Regions from separate parts of the Mus musculus genome. Here all the other regions are linked to region 3. A link is a contact called in public Hi-C data. All regions are on one chromosome and are shown on one strand. The core of a region is the stretch at or near the end of the contact, and the rest is flanking DNA. Distances in the headings are between cores, read along the strand shown.

What was found. Hi-C and Micro-C count contacts between places; a contact is called where the count stands out from the background.
Region 1: a contact with region 3 is called in a Hi-C map of bone marrow-derived macrophages, with 3 times the contacts expected there. The contact joins the promoter of Tns3 here to the enhancer-like site in region 3. A contact is called at or near these places in 5 of 39 promoter capture datasets (the 3T3-L1 cell line, the C10 cell line, the HPC-7 cell line and 2 more), 11 of 484 Hi-C or Micro-C datasets (the C2C12 cell line, ECoMG myeloid progenitors, bone marrow-derived macrophages and 5 more), 6 of 115 datasets of contacts at active chromatin or transcription factors (the SCID.adh cell line, bone marrow-derived macrophages, embryonic limb bud and 1 more) and 2 of 9 other capture datasets (bone marrow-derived macrophages and macrophages).
Region 2: a contact with region 3 is called in a Hi-C map of bone marrow-derived macrophages, with 2.5 times the contacts expected there. The contact joins two enhancer-like sites. A contact is called at or near these places in 12 of 484 Hi-C or Micro-C datasets (the C2C12 cell line, bone marrow-derived DN3 thymocytes, bone marrow-derived macrophages and 3 more), 1 of 115 datasets of contacts at active chromatin or transcription factors (embryonic stem cells) and 2 of 9 other capture datasets (embryonic stem cells and liver).

What each region holds. Positions count from the first base shown.
Region 1 is chr11:8,663,132-8,666,761 of GRCm38.p6, reverse strand. Tns3 (tensin 3) reads left to right here and starts at 2,227. Exons shown (of 31, transcript NM_001083587.1): 1 at 2,227-2,283.
Region 2 is chr11:8,858,533-8,861,976 of GRCm38.p6, reverse strand. Pkd1l1 (polycystic kidney disease protein 1-like 1) reads left to right here. Exons shown (of 52, transcript XM_017314870.1): 41 at 671-781. Among named protein-coding and RNA genes, the nearest start is that of Gm40814, 61 kb to the left of the region's middle. Within about 2 kb of position 1,921, at least 16 of the 459 cell types and tissues checked have an H3K27ac peak or open chromatin away from gene starts, as enhancers often do. A contact at or near this core is called in bone marrow-derived macrophages, where this site is marked.
Region 3 is chr11:8,758,463-8,762,003 of GRCm38.p6, reverse strand. No RefSeq gene overlaps it. Among named protein-coding and RNA genes, the nearest start is that of Gm36772, 39 kb to the left of the region's middle. Within about 2 kb of position 1,988, at least 60 of the 459 cell types and tissues checked have an H3K27ac peak or open chromatin away from gene starts, as enhancers often do. A contact at or near this core is called in the C2C12 cell line, the HPC-7 cell line, bone marrow-derived macrophages and 3 more, where this site is marked.

The sequences.
Region 1 (3,630 bases), core at 978-3,477, 95 kb after region 3:
CGCAGGGAGGGGCCAGTTCAGCAGACTTTTCTTTAGCTAAATTGGTTTGACACTTTTGTTTTAAACTCTGAGACATTTTTGGAGGGCTAAGCCTGGGGGGGGGACCCCACATGATCTCCTTTTGGGGGGCTGATAATTGCTCATGCCTTGTTTTTGTTTTAAGTTTTTGGAAATATAAAGTCATGGCATGTGAAGTGAGGAGGCCCCATGGTGCTCAGCTCTGCATAAGCCAGGCCCAGGTCAATCATCCAAAGTTTTCTTTGTTCATCCTGTAGACAAGATGCAGGGACCATGGAGCAGCCAGACATGGGGTGCTCAAAGATACTATGGTCCAGTTTCTCTTTTCAGTTTATTTTTGAACACTAGCATTGAACGTAAGGACGGACATTACGTGCACTGGCCCCCACTTCACTGTTCTAGAAACAAGGATCTAATTAGAGAATCTATCCCACACTGGAACTATCCCCGCAGGGAGGGCAGGGACAGGGGTCTGGGACCATTTAGTTTGGGTAGGGAAAACAGAGTAGGGAGATCTTAGCAGAGGCTCCTGGTACAGAGATGCAGAATCCCAGCCTTGCCTGGGGTCTTCCTTATTCTGAGCTATCAAGTACTTTCCCACATTAGCTCTTAAGGAGGGTGATTGGAACACCTTGTGGAAATTCTTGCAGTCCCTCGGGCAGCTGGGACCAAGCAAGGCAACCCAGTGACTGGAGGGCTGGAGTGAGTAGGCTGTTGGTAAACATCTGAGAGAACAGCACGGAATCTGGATAGTCTTGGATCCTCACCTTACAGTGCTCTGATCCCCACCACTTGGTTTACCTATGTCAAGTTAAGATTTTGGGGGTGTTTTCTTACCAGGTCAAAGGCAAAGGAACAGTTCCTGCCTTGTCCCCCTTTCTAGCAGAATGACTGTGACCTCCTCCCTATCCCCTCTAAAGGCTCCTTTACAAGCATCCTGTTCCTCACCCATGACCCGTGGGACTCCCAGAGGCTAGGGAAATGCTTGTTTCATTCCTTAGGGCCTGGGGCTCAGGGCCTGGGGAAGCTTTTGCCTCAGGCAACATCTCCTTCTCCCAATGTCTCCATTTCTCAGAGATAGGCATAGCCTTCCCAAACCTGGGGGAGAGGAAACAGGGTGTGGCCCGGCCTCTAGCCTGGCCTAGGATCCAGGGCCTCACCTCAGTGTTTGTGAAGGCTGCGCTGTAAACAGATCCACCAGATATTACTTTCCTAGCTCAGCTTCTCCACCATTCCTGGCAAGCCTGGCTTTTTCTTGAAGGCACAATATGGCAAGAATTGAACAGGTTTTGGTAACCTCAGACAGTGGCTGCACCGAGCAGATAGATACAATTTCTACCCTCTTTTAAAGCTACCTGGAGTGTTTTCCCGGAGTGGAATCAGAGATATTAAGGGCTGCTGGTGTCCACTAGAAACTGATGGAAATTCCATCTCATTTATGCAGACGTGTTTGAAAGACCATGCAATGGCATGCCATCATTCCCTGGAGATCGCAATGAGAAAATGGACACAGAGGCCCAGCTATCCGAATCTTGGGGATCTCTTAAGAAATCTTGCTCTGTCCTCATCTGAGAAAGGCTGTTCAGGAGATCTTCTTTCTCCTGTGTTCCTGCCAGCCTCAACCGTATTCTCTCCTGCTAGGTTCACTTTAAGAAGTCAAGGGACTTCTACCCAGCACCATCATCTCCTCCTGCCTGGTGAATTCTGGATGTTGAAGGGGCTGTTGGAGCATCCTGGGCTGTCTTAGAGACTGCTGCTTGATACACGTAGAGCCCCACGGGATAATAAGTCACTGGAGGGTATTGTAGGACTTCCTCCTGGCAGAAACAGCACTTAGACACACTGGATGAAACAATAAACTGGTTTTGCAGGAATGGGACTCGAACCTCCCTCCCCAGGTGCACTTACGTAGACATGGAACTGTTGAGCCTATAGAATACTGGGGCCCCCGAGGTATTTAGGGAGGCCAGCGAAGTGGGAGGGTATTTTAAAGAGCTCATCCCTTGGGTCAGGAACCCGAGGGGGTGAGTGCGGGGGGCGGGTGTCCAGCACCTGGAAACGCAGGACATTGTTAGGAAGATGAGACCAGGTGACCGGCAGGGCTCCGGTGCGCGGGCGGTCCGTAGCGATTGCCGGAGCCGCCTCGAGGGGGCCCTGCCGCGGGCGCGGGCGGCCAGCCAGGAGGACGGGCCCGCCCGCGAGCAGCTCGGAGCCCAGCTTCGCTTCGGCCATCGCCCCGCCGGACCGCGCTGCGGGTTCGCCCAGGTACCAGGGTCGGGAGCAGGGCAGGGGCAGCCACACGCCGCCACACTCTTTGTTTGGGGCCCCCGCTCAGGTTCCAGAGCCTGGGCGTTCGGGGTCTTGGAACTGGGTTGCAGCCGAGCAGACACCAAACCTGGGCGCGGAGACAGTTGAGGGTGTAGGGACAAGGCGCGGGGGCACCCGGGAAGGGCGCTTGGGATCCAGGACTGAGGACGACCAGGGGGTCTGCGGCGATCGGGAGTCTGGGGCTCAGCCAGGTCCTCGGGCCGACGCGGGCCGGAGCTCCGGGGCCGGCAGGGTCCTGGTCGCGGCGCCCGGCGCCTAGCTAGGAGGGCGGGGGCGGAACCACACTATCGCCGCCCCGGCCCTGCGGACTTTGCTCCCTGAGACAGTTAGGGAAGAGAAGACGGAGGAGCCGCTTGGGGCTGCAATGAGACTTCTCAGGACTTTACTCCCGCCTTTTCCAGGCAAGTGAGCTGTGTGCCTCTTTTCCTTTCCTTTCGGTTGCTTGGGAGCCAGGGGTCTCATCCCGCCTTTTCCCACTATTCGGAGGAGTACGAGTGCAGGCACAGGCCTGGGGGCCACCTGTGGCACGTGTCTCCTGGCACGCGGGCACTGTAGCTGACAAGTAGGAGGGAGGGTCCTGGGCCCCGGGGTTTCTGTGTAGTTCTGTGTTCTGCCCCTGGGGACGTTTGCTTGGATCGATTTGAGAGTCTATGCCGCAAAAAGAGACCCCGAACCCCTTCCTTCCCCAACTGGCATTCTGGCCGGTGCCAGCAGGTGATCCCGACTCTCTAGCGTGACTGAACACAAAAAGTTCCCTCCAGGGCTTGGGGCCAGCAGACCGCACTATCTAGGGTGACCACAACTGATTGGAACGCCCTCGGCTTTGTCACAGCCCACTCCAAATTTTGTTTCTTGAGTTGTGCCTTCTGCTCCACTGTATAGAGCTTCAAAACGACACCCCAAACCAAGAATACAGGAGCTACTATAGTAATAATGTGTACCCCATCAGAGCTAACCCTTTTGACATATTGATGTATTTCCTTGAGGCTTTGGTCTGTTCATATGAATACTTTTTAAAAGTGCTTTTAGTTTTTTGCCTGTTAAAAGAGATTTTTGACTGTCTTTGTGATTTTGTTGCTTCCCTCTTTGGGGCCTATGAGGTTATATTTGCAAATCAATCAACAAGTATTAAGAAAGGCTTTTCTGTGCTGAGGACCAGGAAGGGGGCGGGGATGGCTGCAGCTGGAAGCTGTAGGAGGCTAGGCCAGGACTTGGAGTGTGTGTGTGTGTGTGTGTGTGTGCGTGTGTGTGTTTATGTGAGGGAAGGGGGGCACAGACAAGGGG
Region 2 (3,444 bases), core at 672-3,171, 100 kb before region 3:
TGTGGAGAGTAAATCACAGATGAATGAAATAGACACCTAAATCAATGGAACAGAAGGGAGAGACCAGAAGCAGCCAATAAATAGGCCCAAGCAGTTTTATTGGCAAAAACGTTAAGACAATTCGATGTACAAGTGAATAGGCTTTTCAAAATGGGGTGGGAAAGCTGGAGGTTGATAACATAAAAGAGCAAAACCAACACAGAGGTGTTGAAATCCCATCCCAAGCTAAGAAACTATTGGCGATTGATAGGTGGTGGGAGAGAGACAGTTTTCCTTAAGGGTATGCCCAGAGTAGGTTGACCAAGCTCTAGTGGAAGGCCACATATTGCAGAGCATAAGGGCAGCACGAATTATACTTGAATGGTTAAAAAGAAAACAATAAAGACACAAACTTGAATGAGTAGGGCAAGTGGGTGGGTCTAGAAGGAGCTGGGTGAGGAGGTGAATGTGATCAAAGTACTTTTGTGCAGTTTTCAAAGAACTAATAAAAACTAAGAAAGAGTCTTTTGAAAGTACAAAGAATAAACACAGCATTTAACCCATCTCGTGCCTTTCTACAAATACATCCGAACCGGGACATAGATGCCCGGCTCCCTAAAATACTTTCCATGAGGGAAATGTGAACACACGGGATCTCTAAGGATGCTAATTCTTTAATCTCTCTTCGCAGAGACATGACCACACACAGCATCATGCTACTGCTGCTTTTGTTTATAGCATATGGGAGATTCTGCCCAGGTGAAATTTCTCTCAATCATGCCATCAGGAAAGCATTTACAAGGTAGGAGGATTGGGGGGCTCTTGCAGATCTGGGGAGTGTTGCACTAATTCATGGTCATTACACCCATGTTCAAAGACTTCAGGCTCTGGGTTCCAGAATCAGTTTCCTTCACTGTGTTCCAGAAGGGGGCGCCCTACAGACGATCTACCCACACCTCCTGTCAATTTCACCTATCCAAGACTGTGCCCAGAGAAAGGTCTTCATCAAAGCCTGTGTCTGAAGTCTGTGAAAGGCTGTCTAATTACCCATGTTAACGGAGGGCTCCATTTGCAGACTTTGGCAGGTGCTTGGCATCTCATTTGGGGTCAAAAGTGAAAGAAGTTCTAGGCCTGAGAAAGTCATATCATCTATTTTGCAGAAAAATATCAGTGTTCTTTAACCAAAGGCTACAGTCACAATTCATGATTCCTGATACCCAATTTCAAACTGTGCTTCTCTGCCAAGCATTCAAGTGTTCATTGTTTTTATTTCCTACTTTTAATTGCAGCAGGATTTGCATTATAAAGAAACACTGACCAAGGGAGCAGTTTAAGGCAAAGGCCCACTCCCATTCATCTGACACATGGGTACCTTTTTGGGGTCCTGACACCTCTGAGATTCGGATGCCCAATGAAACGAGTGGATACATTTAGAACATTCCTTAGTCAGTGAAAGTTACCAACTGGGCAGTTTCTTCAAGGCAGTGTGACTCTGGCGATATGGATTATCATTGCTTACTTTCTACTGACAGAACAACTCTACACACTCCAGGGTTTCCTTTCTCTTCTGTAAGGAATATTTTAATACTCATTTCTGTAGCATTTTTATGAATGTGTTGCCTTTGAACAATTCATCTCACCTTTTTGCTTTAGGGACATATTTTTAGATTCTGTAAGGCAGAGGAACACAGGCACCCTGCTAGATGGTGACTCCCAGATGTCATTCCCTTTATTCTTATTACTTTTTAGCAAGGTACTGCCTGGAAGCCCCAGTACTTGAACTTGCCATGACTCAATAATCCCAGGACTGCTAAAGCTCTAGGGAAGCTACATGGTAGTTTCTGAGTCCCATTTTCCAACGCCACAGTTAGCTTCTACTTGGACAACTTAGTTCTTCTGTATGAACAGGTGCGTAGATTATGCCAGGAGGGGGCGCTGTGAGCAAAACAAAGAGACCATGTGGGGCCTTTTTTAGACATGGAAATCAAAACACAAAAACCACTGATTTGGCTAGTTTATTTTTATCTCACATTTCACGAATTCCTTTTTCTTTGACATTTCTCATATGCCTCTCGATTGTCAAATATTCCAGCTGAGATAACATCTGTAAAATTCCTGTACTCTTGGACCTGGTACACTCAGGTAACCCTCCCAAATGTTGACCCAGGTGGGCTTAGAGCCTCATGTTTCCCACAAGGATAGAGACCTCACTGCCATATTTATATGTCATAGTTCAAAATGGAATGTTTAAAGTGGACCCTCTCTGCCTCACCCATCCCCCCAGTCCTAATCCTTAAAATCAACAAGTCCCTAGGGGCTGTTATTTGTAGCATTCTGGGGGCAGGGCAAGCCTAGGAAAAGTGAATCCGATGGAATCCAAGGGGTGCTCTCTTGGCTCCCTGTGGCTGGCAGCCCTTTGCTCCTGGCTGCTGCAGCATCCTCTATAAAGTTAGGATAAGTAAGATTCTAGATTTCTGTCTTCAAAAAAATTACTCTAATATCAGATTGTGTCACATTTAATTTGTGTTTGAAGTACTTCTGAACTCAAAGTCTTCATGAAATCTCAAGTCAACAAAACTTAACTGAGCCACAAGTGAGGTGAGGCAAAATCCTTGCTCCATCCCAGTGGTCTTCTCGCTGGACTGGAGCTGTGGGCCCATTTGATATAATTGCTGTAATTAGTGCACACAGGACCAGGCTATGGTTGGATCCTTTGGTTCACCTCTTGCTCTCCAGTGTGCCATGAAGGAGCACGATGGTTCCTTTGTGTGGGGATGTGTGAGCTCTGGGTAGCAGCAGGTGTTTCTTGACAGCTTCATTAATGTGGTCCCAACGGGGAGCAAGTATGGCAAGTGATAACATTTCTCTAAATTCTGCAAGCTTGGGCCAAGGGTGCAGTTCACTGGCAGATCACATGCTTAATGTGGGCAAAGACACCTTGGGTTGATGCCCCAGTACCTCAAAATCTACTGTGGGTGTGGGGGTGTGTTTGTGTGTGTGTATGTGTGGAGAGATGGTTCAGTGGTGAAGGATACTGGCTGCTCCTCCAGAGAACTCTGCTTCTGTTTCTTACACCCATAGAGCTGCTCATAACAATTTGTAACTGTAGTCCGAGGGGATCCAATGCCCTCTTCTGCCCTCTGAAGGTACCAGGCACACACATGATACACAGAAGTGCATAAAAAGAAAACACCCATACACATAAAAAATAAATAAATTTTTAAAAGCAATTTTAAGTGTTATGGGAACTCAGTATAGACATTAAACATATGCTAGCTTGTTTTTTCAAACAGATATGGGCCTTACCTAGCGGCAGGTGTGCAGTAAGCTTGTCTGCCGATGTTCCTCCCTGCCTCCCTCCCTCTGTGTCTTTGGACAGTGCTTTCTCCCTGGGGCTGTGAATATTTTCAGGGTTTTACCAGCTGTATTTGTGCCTCTCACGCTGACTCTGCCTCCTTTCCAAGA
Region 3 (3,541 bases), core at 739-3,238:
ATGAAGGAGGAAAAAACCCCACCCTGGAGTTGCTCTTGGGAAGCAATATTGAAAGGGGAGAAGAGAGGCAAGGGACAGGCCAGCATTCCAGGGGAGGATTTATGGCTCTGGCTGGACTAATAAAACTACCTAGTGACTTGCTCCTGGCCCAAGCCTAGCCTTTGTGTCCTGGGTTGGCTGAGGAATGTTCTCTGTTTTGACAGCCATGATAGTCCACTAGGCAAGGGGCACCCTAGGGGTTTCAGAACAGAGCCCCTTTGTGTGCCCCCTGCCCAGCACCAGGAGCTCCTTCTCATTCCTTCTCTTTTCAGATTGCCTACAATCCTCTTAAGATGGTGTCTGGATTCAATCACAGCTTTGTAGTGTCCCTAAGTCTTGTTTCTGCCTTCTTCCAGCTACAAAAACTTCAAAATCTGCCAGCAAGAGTTTCCTTACATCCCTAGAGTCTATGAGCCTTCAGTGTATTGAGAGAGGCTAGAGCACCAAGGCTGGGTCACTCAATGTGGACAGAAATATCACTAGGACCATAGCTCCCCTACTCCTACCCCACAACTTACAAGAGCGAAAACATAACACCAATGGGTAAGCCAGCAACATGATCCTTCACGGGCTCTAGAATCACCAGAGACAAGCCTCCAGTTAAACCTGTGGGAGATTATTTAGGTCAGGTTATGCCTACAAAGTGTAGCCTTAATTAGATTAATCAAAGCAGGAAGGCCCATCCACCACAGGTGTTACCATTCCCTGAGCTAGAATCCTGAATTATATAAGAAGAAAGTAAGCTGAGCACAAGCTTCTGCTGCTGTTTTCTGGGTATAGATGCAATGTGACCTGCCAGTCTCCTGTTCTTCCATCTTACCTTCCCTGCCTGAATTTCCCACTATAATAAACTGCATCACAGTTTCTAGTTAAATCAGAATAAGCCCTTTCTCCCTGAAGTTGCTTCTTGTCAGGTCATTTTGCCATGGGGAAAACTGAGACAACTACTTCATAAAATTATCAGTGAATAACCAGAGCAGCTCATCTCGTGACACAGAGTATGAATGGAGTACTACTCAGCAATTAAAAACATTGAATTTATGAAATTCTTAGGCAAATGGATGGATCTGGAGGATATCATCCTTGAGTGAGGCAACCCAATCACAAAAGAATACACATGATACACACTCACTAATGTCGGGACCCTGATATAGCTATTTCTTGTAAAGCTATGCCAGTGCCTGGCAAATACAGAAGTGGATGCTCACAGTCATCTATTGGATGGAACACAGGGCCCATAATGAAGGAGCTGGAGAAAGTACCCAAGAAGCTAAAGGGGTCTTCAACCCTATAGGAGGAACAACAATATGAACTAACCAGTACCCCCCCCCCAGAGCTATGTCTCTAGTTGCATATGTAGCAGAGGATGACCTAGTCGGCCATCAGTGGGAGGAGAGGCCCTTGGTCTTTCGAAGATCATATGCCCCAGTACAGGGGAATACCAGGGCCAGGAAGCAGGAGTGGGTGGATTGGGGAGCAGGGCAGGGGGGAGGGTATAGGGGACTTTTGGGATACCATTGAAAATGTAAATGAAGAAAATATCTAATAAAAAAAAATAAAGTCATGCCGGGCGTGGTGGTGCATGCCTTTAATTCCAGCACTTGGGAGGCAGAGGCAGGCAAATTTCTGAGTTCAAGGCCAGCCTGGTCTACAGAGTGAGTTCCAGGACAGCCAGGGATACACAGAGAAACCCTGTCTCGAAAAAACCAAAATAAATAAATAAATAAATAAATAAATAAAATTAAGTCGTATAAAAATGAAGAAAAAAGAAGAAGAAAACAAAACACATGCTTCCACATCTGTCCTCAGTGAGCTACTTCCTCTCACTAGGCTCCACCCCCAGCTTGTCACCACCTATTTCTTACTTTTTGTTGTGACAAGACACCAAAGAGCAACTCATACAAGAACTTATTTGGAGACACAGTTCCAGAGGGTGAGTCATGATGGTGGAGAACCCATGATATCAGACAAAGGAAGCTGAGCACTCACATCTCAGCCACATATAGGAAGTGGGGTCTAAACCCTCAGAGTTTATGCCTGTTGTCCTTTCTTGCCTGCCTTCTTTTCCTAAATAGTCCCCCTTCACTATGTCTGTCTTAGTTACTTTTCTGTTGCCCTGACAAAACACCAGGACCAAAGCAACTTATTTTTAAAAATGCTTAATTTGGAGCTCACAATAGCAAAGGGGAACATGACAGCAGGCAGCCAGGCACAGTGCTATAGTGTTAGCTAGCATCCTTATCCACAAGTAGGAGGCAGAGAGTGAATGAGCTAGCTAACTGAGAACAGAATGGGCTTTTGAAACCTCCAAGCCATTTTCGGGTATACACACCTCCTAGTCCTTCCCAAACATTTCCACCAGCCAGGAAGCAATCATTCAAATATAGGAGCCTATGGGGGTGTTCATCACTCAGACCATCACAACATCTTTTTAAATTCCATATGAGAGGAAAAATATATGGTACCTGGCTGATTCTAGCTTTTTCAGTTAACATGATCAACTAAGGTTCCAGTTCCATCTAATTTCTCTCCAAAAAAAAAAAAAAATGTGTTCTTCCTATGAATAATTAAAAATCAATTGTGCATTATGATATGTATGTATGCATGTGTGTGTGTATATATGTATTGCCACAGACCCTTTGGGTCCCTGTCTGCGTAGAACGGGTCTCTGGTTGCAGGCGGACAAGGAGTCGGTGAATGAATGACAAACAGAATCAACACGAGAGATTGTGTAGAATCTGAATGTAATTTTTCAAGTTGAGCATCATACTTTTTATACACAAGAGCGACAAGAAACCAGGCGAGATACATCTTCCAAGTTACAGTGACACAATACAAAAGGAATGTATACATCAAAAGAAGGTGGGGACCAGGCCACTGCCACTAAGAAGGGAGCCAGGTGTAATGCTAGTCTATTGTTAACCAGGAGTTCTTAGTAAATGCCTGATTTATACTGTTTCTTTGGGCCTAGTGAAGAAACATGTCTCAGGGGGATTCCCTAACTCTTTCATGGTAAACCCACCTATTCGCTAGGCCATTGTGAATTCCCTTGTCTGGGTAAAACTGGCTATTGTCCCAAGTAAACACTCTACAGACCAACCCTGAGCTATTCCATCTCCATTTTTTGTAATGCCTAATTAGTTTCACCTGTCTCTACTAGAAGTAAATTTGAATGTTACTGAAAAGATATCCTTCTTACTGAATTCCTACTGAATTTCAAGTTTGTTGGCTTCAAGGATTTTCTGGGATGTTGGAACACTGGCGAAAGCTTAGCTATGTCAGAATTCAATCTTTAAAGGCACTTATAATAAAATAATACTAAAAGAGAGCACGTGCATCCATACACCAGACTAACACAGGGATAGGGTATGAGTATATGGGTTATGAGAATGCCAAGGTTCCAGGAGGTTGAGTTTCCTCAAAACTCTTTGCCTCGTGAATGCTTCCAGGCCTCTCTGCCTGCCAAGCAGACTTCACTGGAGTGTGTGTAGCAATGTATATC